2 separate regions of the Mus musculus genome follow, and region 2 is linked to region 1. The links are chromatin contacts, called in public Hi-C maps. All regions are on one chromosome and are shown on one strand. The core of a region is the stretch at or near the end of the contact, and the rest is flanking DNA. Distances in the headings are between cores, read along the strand shown. Region 1 overlaps Nt5c2 (5'-nucleotidase, cytosolic II). Region 2 has its middle 25 kb from the start of Ina.

What was found. Hi-C and Micro-C count contacts between places; a contact is called where the count stands out from the background.
Region 2: a Hi-C map of pancreatic cancer cells shows a contact between it and region 1, with 2.8 times the contacts expected there. The contact joins two enhancer-like sites. A contact is called at or near these places in 4 of 15 datasets of contacts at CTCF or cohesin (CD8 T cells, the NIH/3T3 cell line, large pre-B cells and 1 more), 78 of 484 Hi-C or Micro-C datasets (the 63-12 cell line, the AML12 cell line, B cells and 42 more), 16 of 115 datasets of contacts at active chromatin or transcription factors (the 230-238 cell line, the 3134 cell line, the HPC-7 cell line and 9 more) and 5 of 9 other capture datasets (adipose tissue, bone marrow-derived macrophages, embryonic stem cells and 2 more).

The regions. Positions count from the first base shown.
Region 1 is chr19:46,941,093-46,946,982 of GRCm38.p6, reverse strand. All of the region lies in intron 2 of Nt5c2 (5'-nucleotidase, cytosolic II), which reads left to right. Among named protein-coding and RNA genes, the nearest start is that of Nt5c2, 18 kb to the left of the region's middle. Within about 2 kb of position 2,447, at least 20 of the 459 cell types and tissues checked have an H3K27ac peak or open chromatin away from gene starts, as enhancers often do. A contact at or near this core is called in pancreatic cancer cells, where this site is marked.
Region 2 is chr19:46,987,466-46,992,828 of GRCm38.p6, reverse strand. It overlaps a transcript of Nt5c2 not described here. Among named protein-coding and RNA genes, the nearest start is that of Ina, 25 kb to the left of the region's middle. Within about 2 kb of position 1,573, at least 15 of the 459 cell types and tissues checked have an H3K27ac peak or open chromatin away from gene starts, as enhancers often do. A contact at or near this core is called in pancreatic cancer cells, where this site is marked.

The sequences.
Region 1 (5,890 bases), core at 1,198-3,697:
GCTTTAGTTAATTCATGCCTACCTACTGCCTTGTCTCGTCTTCATCAATGTTGTTATTTGTTTCCTGCCAGTGTTGTGCATTTCAGTGCAGAGATGATGGTGATGCATCATTAGGAAGCTGACCTTCAGGATGTGTGGCTGTTGTTGTGCCTTCATTTCCTTGTTATGATTGCTCAGTTTTTGATATGAGGATAATTGTCTGGCCAAACCCTTCATTGGAATGTGTTACGCTGTAGTCAGAGTAATCGAGTACGTTTACACGTCATGGTCCCTGAAAGCACGTTAGACAGTCATCTCTGGGTTTACACCTGGGAGCTAGTAGTGTTCAGTACAGACCAGAATTTATAGTTATCAGATCCACAATGGAACTATCTGAGTTTTCATCAGCTTTTCATGTTGACTCTGCCTGTGATGCTGGAATCAGGTATTTGGATTTACCATTTTGAAGCTCTGATCATTATAGTAAAGCAAAATTTCTTTAATATAGGGAACTGACTTTTTCCTCTGTGAACATAGATAATGAATTTAGTAGTTTTTTATTATATTGTATTGAAATTTGATAATTGAACTTGTGAATTTGTAAACAGTCATTTATGTTACTTTAAAAAGCATGGCAGCCTTGTGTAAGGGCTTGCACCTTTAATCTGAGCATTCATGAGTCTGAGGCAGAAAGAATTGCCAGGAGTTTGAGGCTAGTCTTGGCTACATTGTGAATTTTAGGCCATTGTAGCTTCCAGAAATGAGCTTTTGTCTCAAAAGAAAAAATATGCAATTCCTTTGTCTTTAAAAATATATAGAAGCATTCACATATTTACCTGAAATTATAATACTAATATTATTTTGGAGACAAATCTCACTATATAATAACTCTGGCTGTCCTAGAAATTGCTATGTAGAACTAGCTTCAAACTCAACTGAGATTCACCTGCCTCTGTTTCTGCTAGTATTAAAGGCGTCTGGCCTTGAAATTTTCTTTCTTCCCTCCCTCCCTTTTTCCCTTCTTTCTTTACTTCTTTCCTCACCCCCTCTGCCCTGCCCACCTCTTTTGGAATTTTGAGACAAGTTTTCTATGTGTAGCCCTGGCTGTCCTAGAACTTGATCCGTAGACCAGGCTGACTTCAAATTCACAGAGATTCACCTGCCTCTGCCTCCCTCTGTTAGGACTAAAGATGTGTGCCACAACTGCCCAGCTGTGTGTGTGTGTGTGTGTGTGTGTGTGTGTGTGTGTGTGTGTGTGTATAGATGTCCTCAGAGGCCAGAGACCAGAGATATCAGATCCTCTGGAAACTGGAAGTACAGGTGTTTGTGAACTGCTGTTCTACATAGGTTTGGGAATCAAAACTTGGGTCCTCAGCAAGAGAGATTTGTGTTCTTAACCCCTGAGCTCACTTTGCCATGCCCTGAAATTACTGCTTAAATTGAATTTAAATCTTCAAAGCCTTACCAGTCTTTATTTAAACCCATTGAATAATGATTTCTTCTTAAGTGAATTTAAGAAATAAAAATGAATTTGTTGGTATTCATAATTTTTTTTTTAGTTTTTCGAGACAGGGTTTCTCTGTATAGCCCTGGCTGTCCTGGAACTCACTCTGTAGACCAGGCTGGCCTCGAACTCAGAAATCCGCCTGCCTCTGCCTCCCGAGTGCTGGGATTAAAGGCGTGCGCCACCACTGCAAAATAATTCTTTAGTACGTGTCTTAGCATGTTAGTACTTGTAGACTTGGAAATGTTTATAATGATTTTTTTTTTTTACTTCAAGGGAAGTATCAGGTTTATAAAGAGAAACTGTCAAGGGAGACTGACTGATAAATTTTAATTTCTCTCTTAACCACTTAAAGATATCATTAAATGTTTTTGTTTTTTTCAAATTGAGACAAATGTTTGGTTGTATTTATTTGGTACTCTGCATATAATGCATAACGACCAAGTCTGAGAAATTCACATTTTTATCTCTTTAAACATTTATCTTGGTGTTGGGAGGTATAGGACTTATTACCTCCATGTGATTATAATAATTCCTAAATTATTTCAAACCATAGTCACCCTACTATTGCTATGGAACACCAGATCTTAGTTCTAAGTAGATGTAGTTGGGTAACAATTACCCCGTCTCTCAATATCCCCTACCCACTGACCTTGTATGAGTCCAGCAATCTTGATTCTATCTCTAATGTGAGATCAACATTTTACATTTTTCATAGGAATGTAGAATACAGTACGTATCTGTTCTTTCAGCTGTAGTAATAGCTTTTGTTTGCCTGATGTAATTGTCCTCTCGGAAGCTTGCTGCCTCAGTCCGCTAACCTAGACCTAGTCCTAGCTCCTAGGCTCTGTACCATTTTATCTAGACCTAGAATGTTTTCGGCCTTTGAGACATACTGCTGAATAAGATCGCCCTTTCCTTTTATTTTTTTGCTCTGACTGACTGATCAGTGCAGCTGCTCTGACTCACTCCTTTCCACGCTGACTGATTCACTTTGGCTTCTCTCTCCTCTCTTGAATTGCTCTGCTTGGTCTTATGCTAACCCTGGCTATCTGTTCTAGTGTCTTAGCTCCTGCCCGTCCTTTGGCTCATTCTGTCTTTACCTGAGTCTAGCTGCTTCTGTCTGCTACCTATCTCTCTATAACTGTCTCTGTAGACTTCCTTTTTCTCCTCTCCTCTCTTTTTCTGTGTAGCTTTCTTCAGTAGCCTCTTTTTCCTGTCTGCTCTCATGAGATTTGGGCATATCCCACCCCTGATTCATTCTGTCATCTCTTTCTCTGGTTTGTCTGCCCCTCAACTAGTCATTTTCAAACATGGCTGCTTCCTTCTACAAACTAACTTTACCTTCATTATTTTGGATTAAAGGTGTTTATTAAAGGTGTTTGTATTCCAGCCAGAGGGATTAAAGTTGTGTGCTAAGATTTGACCATACCACAAGTAGAAGCAGGTTGGTTTTTTTGTTTGTTTTGTTTTTGTTTTCAGTAAAAAACACAATCTTGGGTTCATAGTATAATCAAATATCCTGTAATATTCAGCTTTTTTTTTAATAGATAGGGTCTTATAACCCAGACTATCCACACACTGCTTATGTAGCAAAGATGAACTTGAATTTCTCTCCCCTCCCCTCCTCTCCCCTCCCCTCCCCTCCCCTCCCCTCCCCTCCCCTCCCCTCCTTTTCTTTTCTTTTCTTTTCTTTTCTTTTCTTTTCTTTTCTTAGATTTATTTATAAGTACATCATCTTTGTCTTTAGACACACCAGAAGAGGGCCTCAAATCTCATTATGGATGGTTGTGAGCCACCATGTGGTTGCTGGGAATTAAATCAGGACTTTTGGAAAAGTAGTCAGTGTTCTTAACCAGTGAGCCATCTCTCCAGTCCCGAACCTGAATTTCTGATTCTCCTGGATCCGTCTCCAGAGGGCTGGGATTACAGGTCTCTACCACCACTCCTAGATTATTGGTGCTGGATTGAACCTAGGAAAGTGCACCACCAACTGAGCTGTCTCTTCAGCTCCATTATTTTCACACACCCCCGTTGTGTGTGTGTTTGAGGCAGGGTTCTCATAGTCTGTGGTTGAGGCTAGCCTTGGACTTGTGGTGATCGTCCTGCTTCTGCCTTCTAAGTACTGGGATTATAGCCATGCAGCACTGTGCCCAGCAGGCAGAATGTTTTTAAGGTTTATCCATGTCAGAACTTATTTCATTGGCCTAGTAATACTCCATTGTATAAATATACTGTATTTGTCGCTTCACACAATCTGGTGTCATCTGAGAAGAGGCAGCCTTAATTGATTTCTGTGGAATGGCAATTTGTTCTAGGATGTAGAATAAACCAAACTGAGCAAGCCAGTAAGCAGCCCTCCATGTCCTCTGCTTTATTCCTGCCCTGACTTGCTTCAGTGATGAGGCTGACTGGGACGACAGTTAAATACTTGTCTCCCCTAGCTGCTTTTGGTGATGTTGTTTTGTCACAGCAATAAAACCTACAATTAAGATTCACTCTTGGGGGGCTGGAGAGATGGCTCAGCGGTTAAGAGCACCAACTGCTCTTCCAGGGGTCCTGAGTTCAATTCCTAGCAACCACATGATGGCTCACAACCATCTGTAATGGGATCGGATACACACTCTTTTTATGTGTGTCTGAAGACAGCTATAGGGTACTCATATAAATAAAAGTAAATAAGTAATATTTAAAAGAAAGATACACTCTTAGGAACATTTGTGTAAAATTTTGTATGAACAAACTTTAGTCATGTATCTAGGAGTGGAATTTGCTTGGATATATGGTAACTGTGCTCAGGTTATTGATAAATTGAACATGCCAATGTATCATTTTACAGTCCTGCCTTGAGTATATGAGCATTTCAGTTTCTCTGCATCATTACACAATTGCTGTTGCCTTTTGATCGGACTAGCCATTTTAGTGTATGTATCTACCGTTACCTTTTTTTTCCTTTTTTTTTTTTTTTTAAAGATAGGTTCTCAGCTGATGTGGAGGGTCATTCCTGTAATCTTGACACTTGGGAGTAGAGGCAGGGAGGATCAGGAGTTCAAGTTCATCCTTACCTACATAGTGAGTTCAAAGCCAACTGAAATTACATGAGACCTTGCATAAAACCAGATCCAGACATGTAGCCTAGGTTGGCGTCAAATTGCAGGTGTTCTGATTATAGTTGTGAGCCACTGTGCCTTATATCATGTTCTTCTTCTTTTTCTTTAAGATTTATTTTTTAAGTGTATGCATGTGTGTGTGTGTGTGTGTGTGTGTGTGTGTGTACATGTGTGTGTATGTCTGAATGCAGGTGCACTTGGAGGCCAGAAGAGGGTGTTAGGTCCTATGGAGCTAGAAATTACAGGTAGTTGTGAACTGCCCAGCATGGATGCTAGGATATAAGTGCAGGTCCTCTGGAAGAGCCGACTTCACTCTGAGCCACCTCTCCAGCTCCGTGTCCATCCTCCTATTGACCATTCTTTATAGCCCTTTTAGAAATGCTAGCCAGATCTCTAGTATTTTTAAAAGTAAGCTTGTATGTGTGTAAAAGTGTGATGTGTCTGTATAAGTATGTGCTAGTTACACTCACATATGTGTGTATGTACATATGTGGCCAGAGGTCAACATCAAGTGTCTTCCTCATTTGTTTCTCTGCCTTATTTTTTTGAGACAGCACCTTACACTGAACTTGGAGTTTACCAGTTTGGCAAAACTAGCTGGCCAGAAAGTCCAAGGGGTCTCCGGTCCCTGCATCCCCACACTGGGACTCAGGCATATTCTTCAGGTGTAGCTTTTTGAGCTTTCTCCTTGGATGCTGGGGAACCAGACTCAGGCCCTTAGGCTCACAGGCCAAGCCTTTTATGGACAGAGTTTCACAACTGTAGAGCTTACATTTAGACCTTAGGTATATTTTTAGTTACAGGTGTAGAGTAATTCTTTTCATGGGGCTGTCTAGTTGTCTCACGACCACCGTTGAAAAGATTATTTTCATGGTGAGCAGTCTTGATATCCTCAAGAATCATGTATGTACTTTCAGCTAGATGCAGTTGATATTTATCTCTCCTTGTGTCGATACTACAGACTCTTGATTAGTAGTTCTGCAGTGAGATTTGAACTTGCAGTGTTTTAAACTGTGTTCTCTTTTCAGATTGTTTTGGTTGTCGCAGTGCACATTTATATCTATATAGGTTAAGCTTGTCAATTCTTGTAAAAGGGTTGGTGTTTCATCGACTTGTACACATCATTTTGAAGAGTGTTGCTACTTTTAACAACATTGAAGTCTTTTTTTTATTTAAAAAACATTTTTTAAAAAGATTTATTTTGTGTATGAGAGTACATTAGCTATTTTTGGACACACCAGAAGAAGGCATCAGATCCTATTATAGATGATTTTGAGCAACCATGTGGTTGCTGGGA
Region 2 (5,363 bases), core at 324-2,823, 47 kb before region 1:
GCAGAGGGTAGGGGACACAGCAAAGATCCCCGGACTTGGGGTCTGAGGTAGGACCATGAGGAGGAGGAGAAGGAAAGAAGACACCACTGTGTAGGTGGCCATGAGGGCTGGCCTGATGGAGTAGGCATGGCCCAGGTGGAGCACGGCCAGTGATATCCCCGGGAACAGCACCAGGGAAGCAGACAAAACAGCACAGAGGATTGGTGTCTGCCCAGCTCTAGTGCTCTTTTTTTTTTCCCCTCAAAGATTTATTTATTATTATAAACAAGTACACTGTGGCTGTCTTCAGATGCACCAGAAGAGGGCGTCAGATCTCATTATGGGTGGTTATGAGCCACCATGTGGTTGCTGGGACCTTTGGAAGAGCAGTCAGTGCTCTTACCCACTGAGCCATCTCACCAGCCCAGCTCTAGTGTTTTTTTGTTTTTTTTTTGTTTTTTCTTTCTGAGACAGGGTTTCTCTGTATAGCCCTGGCTGTCCTGAAACTCACTTCGTAGACCAGGCTTGCCTTGAACTCAGAAATCCGCCTGCCTCTGCCTCCTGAGTGCTGGGATTAAAGGCGTGCGCCACCACGCCCAGCCAGCTCTAGTGCCCTTAAGCTCATTGTAAATCTGAAGATTTCTGTGTCTTTTATCTGGGAACAATATGGTCTGAAGTGGAGTAGAAACCCCTTAATATTCAAAGACAACAAGGGGGTGTAGCAACCCCAGAATAATAATTATCACAACAAAACATAATTGAGAGCGTGTATGGGCAAGTACCCAGCTCTGGTTCTGGCCCTCATTAAGCACTCAAAAGTATGATTCTTTAAAAATATACATAGTCGGACTGGAGAGATGGCTCAGTAGTTAAGAGCACTGACTGCTCTTCCAGAGGTCCTGAGTTCAATTCCCAGCAACCACACAGTGGCTCATCTGTAATGGGTATCAATGCCCTCTTCTGGTGTGTCTGAAGTGTGCACATCATATTAAAAAAAAATCTTAAAAAAAAAAGAATATATGTAGTTAGCTCAGGCTCTGAAAACTGTTCGAACAGTTTTGTAAAACGGGAATTATATATACATATATATATATATACACATATATATGTGTATGTGTATATATATATGTGTATATATATATGTATATATATATATATATATACACCTCTATAGTTTAGAAATAACTCATACAGGCAACTAACCCAATAAAGGAGACATTGAAGAAAGTTTGGGGAGATTTGGGCTGATTAGGGTCAGGGTTCTTTTGGACGAGTCAGGATCTGAACAGGATTTTGCTAAAGATTTAAAGTACGGATGAGTACCACTTATGAAGTACAAAGACATAAGCCACACAGAGAGCAGACTGGCTCTTGGCTGGGATTGAGCCTAAGGCTGTTTCGGGGGCAAGGAGTTTAAGGTTTTTCCAGGAGTTACCCAGTGAGCCCAGAGAAAGACTGGTGGCCGGTCTCTGTGCAGTTGGTAAATTTACCACTAGGGGGCAGTGTTGACCAACAGCTTGTCCCTTGCCCAACTTAGGATTTGAGCCAAGGTCTTGGTTAGTGGAACACTTTGAATAGAGGTCGCAGTGCTGATCATTGCAAGCAGAGCCTGCGTGGTGAGTGTCAGGACCTAAAGGTCAGGAGTTGAAATGTATTACTCAAGGTTTTAAGAAATCTATTTATTTGTTTTTGGTTTTTTTTTGTTTTGGTTTTGGTTTGGTTTGGTTTGGTTTTGTTTGGGTTTTTTTTTTTTTTTTTTTTTTGGTTTTTCGAGACAGGGTTTCTCTGTATAGCCCTGGCTGTCCTGGAACTCACTTTGTAGACCAGGCTGGTCTCGAACTCAGAAATCCGCCTGCCTCTGCCTCCCAAGTGCTGGGATTAAAGGCGTGTGCCACCACGCCCGGCTAGTTATTTGTTTTTTAATTTTTGCGATCTCACTATGTAGCACTTGATTGACCTACAACTTGCCACGGTGACCAGATGGCACTGAGCTCACAGAGAGATCTGTCTGCTTCTGTGTCTTGAGTGCTGGGATTAAAGGCACGAGACACCACACTCCCCTTCCTTCCTTCCTTCCTTCCTCCTTCCTTCCTTCCTTCCTCCTTCCTTCCTTCCTTCCTTCCTTCCTTCCTTCCTTTCTCTCTCTCTCTCTCTCTTTCTTTCTTTTAAAGATTTATTTATTTTTATTATATGTAAGTACACTGTAGCTGTCTTCAGACACTCCAGAAGAAGGAGTCAGATCTCTTTATGGATGGTTGTAAGCCACCATGTGGTTGCTGGGATTTGAACTTCGGACCTTCGGAAGAGCAGTCAGGTGCTCTTACCCACTGAGCCATTCCCTGCCACCCCCCACTTTCTTTTAAAACTATTGATATGTTTGCATGTATCTGTCTGGTGTGTCTGTGTGTTTGTGTGTGCATGCACGTGTGTTTTCATGTCTGTGAGTGTGGGCACCACACCTGCCCTGGCTCACATGTAGAGATCAGAAACAACTTTGGATGTTGGTCTTTGCATCCCATCTTGTTTGAAATAGGGTCTCTTGTTCTCTGGTGCAACCCTAGGGTAAGTGGCCCACAAGCGTCTGGGAATTCTTCTGTCTGTGTTGCTGTAGAAATGCTAGGATGATGCACTGTAGGGCATATGGGAGCTTGTTACCAGGCAGGCATGAGAAGTGGTCAGGCTGAGTGAGCGCAAGTCCCAGGGATCTCGGGATTGAGACCGGCAGGAGCGGAGCCGTTCCCTGCCGCCTCTACCTGCCCTGGAACAGAAACCACAACACCCCACTGAGGACCGTGGTGATCAGTCATGTGGCATAAAAAACCTCAAGTACTCCACACTAATGAGGTACCTAGATAAGCCCCTGAGGGTTCAGCCAATTAGCTTCCCTTCCTGTGCACTCCTTCCCGCAAAAGGTATTTGATCCCCGGTTCACCCTGAGTGAAGTGTATGCAATTAATATCCACCATCAAATAAACCAATATGACCAAGCAAGCTGCGGGGAAGGCCTTCATCTTAAAGAGCCTCGCCTAAACTCCCGAAGAAGTCCTTCTCTCTCTTCTTCCAGAGCTCACTTGTAATCAGACTGGTCCCGCCCTTCCTGGACTCTGTCTTCCCCTTCCTGTCCAGTGCATGGATGCCCCAAGGGGAAGCATGGACCATGGACCCTGTGCCCCGACTCCCAGCTGTATGCCAGTGGCGCCCAGGTACATAGGAGACTGGGAACCACGGCATAGGTCCCAGACCCCGCAGCAGACCACCATTCTGGGGACTTCGTTCTGCCTCCCCCGAGCTGCATGCCAGCTGTGCCCAGGCATCCCAGCGGCAAGGCAGGACGCAGTTCAGCAATGCACACTACTGCAATGGCTTCTGGGTATCTACCCACAAGGCCATCTCCCCATCCTGAAAGATGTTTTTAAAAAAAAAATACTTACGAATTTATTTCTTTAGTTTTCATTTCTTTAACATCTCTTTAATTCAATAGCCAAGGAGTGAGGCAGGCATTATTATTCTCATTGAACAAATAATTTATCACTGGGTCTCTAATTATCCCACCCTACCACCCAGTGACGAATACAATCTGCTTAGCTGGCTACTGGTTAATGTAACATAATGTAACACAATATAACACAATGTAACAACTGGTGAAGTGTAACACATGGAAGGAATGTGGGCCTTGGCTTTGGCTGACTTGGAGATCATATGGGTCAGCTACTTGAGTCCAGGAGGCCCCAGCAGTGACTATACATCACTTTAGCCACCTGTAAAGGCCCCTCCCGCCAATGAATGGCTGGTTGCCATCCAGGGCTATGCAGAGAAATGCTCGCCTCTCCCCTCTTTCTGCAGGAGCAGCCAAGCAGATCATGAACCTGAGAGCCCAGCGGTTGGTTCCAGCCTCTGGGTCAGGGGGCAAGGAGGCTGAAGGGAGGGGAGTGCCTGGGCACCCTGCCACAGCTGCACCTTTAGTTAATATTTATTCTTTCTTTCTTTTGCCCAGAGACTAGGGGAGCCCAATCACAGATAGTGAAGAAAACTCCAGGGCTAGGAGAAGCTGGTTCCTGTCAGGGGTGACTCAGGCAGACCTTTACAGCAGGCAGTGCCCCCACCTGGCTCTGTGCAGGTCTTTTGTGTGGTTGTTAGAGACCACACTACTTATCTGCTCAGCAGAGCAGTCTCCTAGGAGTGCAGGAGGGTGCGGCTGGGTAATGGGTACAGAACAGTTTTATCTTTCTGCACAATGACTTTCCCTGGGGGGGAGGGGGAGACCCCTGGGTCTCTTCAGGGCGTGGCACCCCTTTTCATTAAAACTGCCTTGTCTTTCTAAAACGCATTTTGTTAGTGTTTTCTTTCCCAGAGGGGACTTGTAAATTGAGCTCCTTATTCCTCAGCGCGATATAGAGCTGACCAGAATTTCTGCCAACTCATTGTTCTTCCTCTCTGTGAGCACGGCTTCTCAGCGCCGTGAACCACCATCTTCAGAGTCATTAACGACATGATTTCTGGACCCCAGAGCAGCTGAATTTAGAATGTAGCTCCTTAGCCCCAGAGCACAGCCACTGTTGGCCCCGCGAATCTGTGTTTGGATAGTTGTACTGACTCTCGTGGAGGCTGTAGCGTAAGGACCGTTTGTTCAAGCAAGACCACAGCATTTCCTGACCTGAGCGGTTGAGTTGTAGCCACTTTCCCTACTTGGGCCTTTTCTTCAACCCTCCGAAGACAGAACTTACCAGACACTTATTTTCTGATTCCTGAGGATCATTTATTTCAGATTCTTGGTTATTATATATTTTTAAAAGCAGGATGTCATTTTACAATCTGTCCTGATCTGTAATTGCCTGCATATCCCACCCATGACCTCAAACTCACACCAATCCCCCTGCTTCAGCTCCTTGCATGTAGAGACTATGTTGAACTACCAGACTTGAATCACTTCACCATTCCCGACCTGTGACGACATGACTGCCACTTCAGTCAGGCACACCCCGGATCTTGTCATGACACTGGGGCTCAGCAATGCCAGCCTTCTGGTTTCTGGCCAGAACGTCCTGTCTTTAGCCTGCTTACTTCCCCAATACCCAAGCCTGCTCCCAACTGCCTGCCTGCCTGCCTGCCTGCCTGCCTGCATCTCTCTTTGAAAATAAATGGCCTTGGGCTTCGGAGATGGCTCGGTTGGTAAAATGCTTGCACAGGATCTGAGTTCAATCCCCAGAACCTATGTAAAGATTTTTGGGTGTGATGGTGTGCCCTTGTAATCCCATCGTTGGAGTGGCAGAGACAGGAGGATCCCTGGGGCTGTCTAGTCAGGAAAAGGCTCAGTCTCCAAGGAGGCAGATGGCCTGATGATGAAACCCGAGATTGTCTTCCAGCTGCTACATGTGTGTGTGCGC